2 separate regions of the Mus musculus genome follow, and region 1 is linked to region 2. A link is a contact called in public Hi-C data. All regions are on one chromosome and are shown on one strand. Each heading gives the region's core, a stretch centred on a gene start, on an enhancer-like site or on the middle of the called end of the contact. The rest is flanking DNA. Distances are from core to core; before and after follow the strand shown.

Region 1 (3,735 bases), core at 560-3,059, 320 kb after region 2:
ATCTGTGTCATTATCTATGTTACTTCTTGCTTTTGCTATGCACCGCACCCTTCTAGTACTTCTAAATAATAGGCAATAGCAGCAGCTGCTGACCCTGCCCATCATCACATAAACCTCCCCTCAATAAACAAAAGGACACTGCTCTCTCCTAACGGAAGATCCAAGTCTCTATCAGTTACCAGAATCCATCCACGGCTGATGTTTGCTCCTCTTTAATCATTCTCGATCTGATCTTGACATCCTGCACTGTGTAAACTAAATGATACGTTAATTAATATCACCTGCTATAAAACAGAAAGAAGAGAGACTATTGTAGAAAATTGATATTATATATGAATATATAATACTTAAGAAGGATGGAGAAACTGTTTATCTCCTGCAGTCCTCATTTATACAACAGGTCAGGGCTATCATTGTGTTGGGGAGGGTTTGGTCTGATAATATCATAAACTTTTTATGGTATGTACATCTGTGGATATTAACATGTATATACTTGTATCACAACAAGAATACAGAATAGTTTCTTTGCCCTAAAAACAAAGTCCCTCATGTCACATTTATGTATTCTTTCACATACCTCACCAGCCACTGATCAGTTATGTACCTTATAAAACAGCAGGTGACTGATTTCCCAGCATCCTTACCCCTTATAGCCATGTAACTAAGGAATGGTTCATCAGACATGTGTTCCTAGAATTTCTGAATGATAGGCAAGGCATAGGAAAGGCAGGGAATGCAGTGCATTCTGGCAATAGTGGTCTCTGGTTCTGGAGTAGGGGTTAAAGGGATTTTGAATGCCCACAATTTATCCACCACCACCACCATTTTTAATTTGATTGTATTAGTATTTCAGTACTTTCCAGTTTGGTTTTTATCAGCTATATTCTGTTTGAGGGCTTGAAGTAGAAATCTGGGTGACACTGATACCCTATGCCATGGTATCTCTGAAGGCAAGGCAAATTATACCAGCAACTTCATTACTAGACATCCACTCAGGCATCAGGAAAAGCACATTGCCTTTCTTCTTAAGCCCACATTGTGCTACAGTTTCTATTTCTGTCATCAAAACTACATTTTTGCAACCATCCCATCCATCAATAGACACCCCAATTCCACCCATCTCCCTTTGCAGGTATCATCTTTTCGAGATTAGTTTTAAACTTGTCTTCATTTTTATTTTTTAATTATGTGTATGTGTGAGGTGAGCACATACATATGAATATAGGTAACCTTGGAGTCCAGAATGCATCAGAACTCCCGAGACTGGAGTCATGGGCCATTTGTGAGCCACTAGATATAAGCTGGGAGACCAATTCAATTCCGGTACAAGAGCAACAAAATGTTAATTGCTGAACCATCTCTCTGATTTCTGCTTTGAAGATATGTTTTTAAAGAGGTAGTTTTATTTTATGTGCATGAGTGTTTGCCTATGTATGTGCATCACATTCATTTTTTTTGTGCCCATTGAAGCCAGAGGGGGGCGGGGATCCCCTGGATCTGGAGTTAGAGATGGTTGTGAGCCACCATGTGGGTGCTGGGAACTGAATTTGGGTGCTCTGGAAGAGTAGCAAGTGCTCTTAACTACTGAGCCATGCCCCCCTCCTCATGCTTTTAAGATCTTGATCTTTCCAGTGATCTGCAGTTTCTTATGGTTCATCTGGCTATTAAATGTATTCATTTTATTTTGTGTATGGGTTTTTTTTTCATACGTGTATATTTATAACTGGTGCTCACAGAGGCCAGAGGGTGGCACCAGACCCTCCCTAGAATTGGAGTTACACATGGTTATGAGCTGTCATGTGGGTGCTAGAAACTGAACCTGGGTCTACTGGAAGTACCCAGCACTCTTTATCCACTAGCCATGGCACAGACCCTCTGGGTCCCTTTGTCTTCGTGGAACGGGTCTCTGGTCACAGGTGGGCAAAGAGTTGGCGAATGACAGACAGACCAACACGGGAGATTGTGTAAAATCTGAATGTAATTTGTCAAATTGAGCATCAAACTTTTTATACAGAAGAAAATAGGGAAGTTAGGTGACACATCGGCAAGATACAAATGAGGTTACCGGATGCTGGATGCTTAATGACTCTTACACAAAACAGAGGAATGTAAGCACAAAGACTGGCAGGAACTGGGCAATAAAACAACTGAGACAAAGTCAGCCCTATCTAAGGTCAGCTATAGTCTTAGAAGCCAGGTGTGAGGTCTTTATACTCCTAGGGCAAGGGCTTTCACACCCAAGTCATGGTTCTAACTAGGGAGTTCCGTTCTAGCTAACCATCTCATGAATAATGCAATACTCTAAAACCACAGCCCGATCTACTTCCTAAACCATTGTAAATTCCTGTATATGGGAGCGACTTGGCTTTTATTCTAAGTGATAGTGTAATACCAGAGGCAATTCTGAATGTCACTGAATAGGCAACATTGAATTCCAAGCCCATGGTCAGCTCAAGGACTTTCTAGGACGTTGGAACACTGGCGAAGGCTTAGCTATGTCAGAATTCAATCTTAAAAGGCACTTATAATAAAATAATACTAAAAGAGAGCACGTGGATCCATACACCAGACTAACGCAGGAATAGGGTATGAGTATATGGGTTAATGAGAACTCCAAAACTCCAGGAGGTGAGTTTCTGTGAAACTCTTTGCCTCGTGAGCACTTCCAGGCCTCTCAGCCTGTCAAGCAGACTTCATCGGATTATGCGTGGCATCCCCCCCCCTTTTTTTTTTCAGCCGAAGTTCTAGAATGTCCCGTCTTGTCGTAGCTACAGTTCTCAAGAGTGCTCTAAAGATGAGTGGAAATACAATGATTACTAATAAAACAATGCCAATAATAATAGCAAGTAGGATTATATATTGAACCCAATCCATGGGGTTTCAATGCACTTAGGTTATTTTTTAAATCTCTAGCCAATTCATCAATGTTCCAAGTGTCTAAATGACTTTTGCCAATATTTGAAATTTCGCCTTTCTAGCCTTAATGTATGTTATATCCTGTTCTATTACTAAGACTACTACTTCTAAGACATCTTTTGCCTCCATTTTTTTATAATATGTTGCTCTGATAAAGCTATGGAAATATTCCTATGTTTATCGTTAACAAAATGAGCAGTATGCAGCTGCTGATCTAAAGCTGTGGTAGATACCTTTTCAAAGTTTGCATTCCCAGATTTTTAAATCAAGGATCCTTTCCTAACTCTAATAGACAGCAAAACATAAGCAGGTCTTTTTAACAAAATCATAACAGCAGATTGCTTATATAAATTAGGATGTACACAATTAATTAATTGACAAGAATTACAATGAATATGAAAAGACTTGCCAAGATTGGTGATCTTAACTCTTAAAATTATCTAACAATATAGCATACAGGTAAGGTACACAAGCTTTTACAGCTATCGGGGAGTTGGCCTGAATGGCCAAAAACAGTGTCTCTGATGAAATCTTGTCCAATACTCTGTAGCAGTCCCTCTGCCTCACGAGTCAGCTGTTTTAAGTTGTCCCCAAGTTGACAGCAAGTTGGCTCTCCTTGCTGTAGCCCATAGCGGAGATAGGAAGAGTTTCTTTATTTTGCTTGTGTCTGCTCTCTCCAATTTCTCCTTCTCTGTGTGCTCAATACAGCTTTCTTGTCACCACTGTCAGGGCACTATCAGTTCCTACTCACAGGTCAGCCTGTCACATTGGAAGCTAGTGTGCTCTTGCAGCATTCTGTGGAAAAAACAGAAACATTGC
Region 2 (3,963 bases), core at 888-3,387:
TAATTTCCTTGTGTTTGTCTTACCTGGCATTTGTTGAGTTTTTGGTACTAGTATTTTTCATTAAATGAGTCATTTCAGGCATTACTTCTTATTTTGCTCTGTGCTAACCTTAATAAATCTCATTAGTGTGTTTGTAGGTGTCTCGAATTAATTCCTATAAAGCTCTACTTATTGTTCTTCATCATTTTTCCTTACTGTTCTTCGGCGTGATTACTAGTTATTGTTAGGCCTATTATTTCAAACACACTTTTTTCTTTATTTGACGTTCAATCTTTTGAATTTAACTCTAAGATTTGAGCCTAATTTTAGCAAGGTTCTATTTTGGTTTTTATACCTTTCAACTGCAGAATTTCCATAAGGTTCTTCATCGTGATAGCTTTCACTTTATTAGCATTTGGTTTTGTGTGAGATGTTGTCATAACACCCTCCTTTGAAATTGCCTTTTCATTTATTGAACATACGGAAAATAGGGTTTTTAAATGTCTCGCTCATTAAGTGCAACAACAAGATCTCTCAAAAGAAAGCTTTTATTACTTTTATTGTGCATTTACCTTTATCTATTTATGTTAATGTCTCATAATTTTTGGTTGAAATTGACCATTTAAAATTATTCTTTTGTATGAAGTGTGGGTATTCATTTGTTCCTTCTCTTTGTTCATTACTGACTTGTTAGTTGATTTCTTTAGTAACATGTCTAAACTGTTTCAGGGAGATTTCTCTCCTTAGATGCATTATACCTCTCACATACCCTTCAGTATGTGTCAGTGCAACTATGCAGGGTCTCCTTGCCCAATAATAATAAGTATGGTTTGTCTGGGTCCTCTTCTATGGGGCATTTCCAAGAGCACTCACTCAGCCTGTTCCATACTGACTGTTACTGTGTACAGCTCAGTCAATTTGTGGATGGTATTTTGTATCAAAGTGCAAAGATACTTTTCTGACATCATAGTAAAACTTCATTGTTAACAACTTCCAGGTGATGTAAGCAAATACACAAAAATGTTACCAGTCAGTAACATCCATTTGTTAGAAAGGGCAAAATGTTGAACAGGTTTATGAGAAAATATCTGGAAAACTTGGTGTTCACTATTTATTACTGTGTCTCAACACAAACTGAGGAATAATCAATGTCCTTCCAACAGGTGAATCATCAAATAATCATTGGACTATCATAAATATTGGATATTGGGTAGATATTTAAAAGGAGTATGAAAAGAGAAATCCTCCATAAGAATAGAAAGGAAAAGTTTAAATGACTAGATCTGAGAAGAAAAGTAAAACTATAAAACGATGCTATTTATGATATAGAAAATTATCATGTTTCCTCTTTTCATTGCATACATGTGACATGTAGAAAACACTGGGAGTGGGGGTGATGTTAAAGTGCTCAGTTGCTACAGTGCTTGCTATGCAAATATTATTGTACAAGTTTGTTTTTCTAGAACTTATATGAAATTTTGCTGCAGTAATTCATGGCTGTGCTAGCAGCACTCCTATGGGGAGATGAAACATGAAGACAACAGAATGCTGCAAGCTAGTGGGCCATACACAGCTACTCTACAACACACAGTGGCAAACAGTGAAGAGACCCTGTCTCAAACAATGTAAAAGGTAAAGACTGACACCCGAGGCTATGTACGTGCACGTGCGCGCGCGCGCGCGCGCGCGCGCGTGCGTGCGTGCGTGCGTGTGTGTGTGTGTGTGTGTGTGTCTGTGTGTGTCTGTGTGTGTCTGTGTGTGTCTGTGTGTGTATGTACGGGCACATGTGCACATACACATACCCATTCACACACATGCAATAAAAATATTGGCCGGGTGGTGGCAGTGCACGCCTTTAATCCCACACTTGGGAGGCAGAGGCAGAGGCAGGTGGATTTCTGAGTTCAAGGCCAGCCTGGTCTACAGAGTGAGTTCCAGGACAGCCAGGGCTACACAGAGAAACCCTGTCTCAAAAAACCAAAATAATAAAAATAAAAATAAAAATAAATTGTATTGTGGGCTGGAGAGATAGCTCAGCTATTAAGAACCCTTGTTGTTCTTACAGAAGGGTAGAATTCAGTTTTCAACATTTATGTCAGGTAGCTCACAAATTCCTGTAACTGTATCTCTAGGGAATCTGTGCTACTGACCAGGCTCAGTCGGGCCCCCCCTCAATTCCGTGGGAATCGGGGTCTAGGACAGATGGGCATAGAGTCGGCGAAAATGGGGTGACAAACAGACAGGACACAAGGGAGTGTGCTGAATCTGAATGTAATTTGTCAAATCGAGCATCAAATTTTTTATACAGAAGAAAATAGGGAAGTTAGGTGACACATCGGCAAGGTACAAATGAGGTTACCGGATGCTTAATGACTCTTTTTTTTTTCCTTAAAAAATTATTTATTTATTTATTTATTTATTAGGTATTTTCTTCATTTACATTTCCAATGCTATCCCAAAAGTCCCCCATATCCTCCCCCCCCCACTCCCCTACCCACCCACTCCCACTTCTTGGCCCTGGCATTCCCCCATACTGAGGCATATAAAGTTTGCAAGACCAATGGGACTCTCAAAACACAAAGACTGGCAGGAACTGGGAAATAAAACAACTGAGACAAAGTCAGCTCTTTCTAAGGTCAGCTATAGTCTTAGAAGCCAGGTGTGAGGTCTTTACATTCCTGGGCCAAGGGCTTTCACACCCTGGTTCTAATTAAGGAGTTCAGCTCTAGCTAACCTTGAATAACTCATGAATAATGCAATACTCTAAAACCACAGCCCAATCTACTTCCTAAACCATTGTAAATTCCTGTATATGGGAGTGACTTGGCTTTTATTCTAAGTGATAGTGTGGGGGGACTTTCTACTACTAAGTAATGTAGTCTGCCATACATAACTATAATAAGAATTCTAAACTTACGTTGCTAAGCTTGCCCTGAGATTTGTAACTCTATGTAGTGGATAGTAATACCTGATTTCTTTCACTATCTCTCTTACAGTACTAGAGGCAATTCTGAATGTCACTGAATAGGCTACATTCTTACTGAATTCCAAGCCCAGGGTCGGCTCAAGGACTACCTAGGGCATTGGTGAAAGCCAGGAAGCAAAGTTTGATTTTGCTTAGGTATTTGGCAAGTCATTGTTTGGAGGCACCTATAGCAAAACAATACTGAAAGGAAGCACACAGATGGTATGGGATGCCACAGTTCCAGGAGACTAAGTTTCTGTGAAACTCTTCACCTTGGGACTGCTTCCAGGTTTCTAAACCTGTCAAGCAAGTCACTACTGGAGTGAATGTAGCAAATCTGATACCCTCTTCTGGCCTCCACAGGCACCCACATTTTTGTGCATACACACACACATTAATGAAAACAAAATAAAAAAATTAAAATAAATTGTGAAGCATAATTTCTTAGAAAAAAAACGACTATACCATCAAGCAGGATAGCATATATTGTCATATAGTCACCTTTTAGGAAGAATATCTGAAATACATACAGCAAATTACTACTATAAAAAACAGGTGTTATTAACTCTAAACATCATAGAGTACATTAAGATTTACCCATACTTTCCATAATGCAGCTTTGTGCCTTTTGAGATCCATGTCCTAGTCCCTATATGGGCTCCTGTAATCAATATTCCATATTACTTTATATATTCCTTCACACATTCCAGAAGCAAGTGATATCGATGCAACCTTTTCTCTTGGTGTCTGGCTTTTTAAACTTTTAATGACCTCTAGTTCATCTGTGCTTCTGAAAATGGTATGAACTCCTTCTTAAGCCTGTGTAACATTTCAGGACAGCTAAATGAGTTTGTTGGTAAGTACACCAATACAGAGCATAATTGCTTTTATCTATTCATGAGCTAGCACGCACTTAACATAGCCCATATTATGGCTCCTATTTAGATTGTTTTTCCAATACCATTTATTGAGGAGACAAGTCTCAGCATGATGACACAAAATACACACAGATCAATGGA

The links. A called contact is a pair of places that touch in the nucleus more often than the background predicts.
Region 1: a contact with region 2 is called in a Hi-C map of extraembryonic ectoderm, with 2.3 times the contacts expected there. The contact joins two enhancer-like sites. A contact is called at or near these places in 4 of 484 Hi-C or Micro-C datasets (3T3-L1-derived adipocytes, embryonic stem cells and extraembryonic ectoderm).

Annotation. Positions count from the first base shown.
Region 1 is chrX:139,755,337-139,759,071 of GRCm38.p6, forward strand. No RefSeq gene overlaps it. Among named protein-coding and RNA genes, the nearest start is that of Ripply1, 25 kb to the right of the region's middle. Within about 2 kb of position 1,810, at least 2 of the 459 cell types and tissues checked have an H3K27ac peak or open chromatin away from gene starts, as enhancers often do. A contact at or near this core is called in extraembryonic ectoderm, where this site is marked.
Region 2 is chrX:139,439,449-139,443,411 of GRCm38.p6, forward strand. No RefSeq gene overlaps it. Among named protein-coding and RNA genes, the nearest start is that of Radx, 39 kb to the right of the region's middle. Within about 2 kb of position 2,138, at least 3 of the 459 cell types and tissues checked have an H3K27ac peak or open chromatin away from gene starts, as enhancers often do. A contact at or near this core is called in extraembryonic ectoderm, where this site is marked.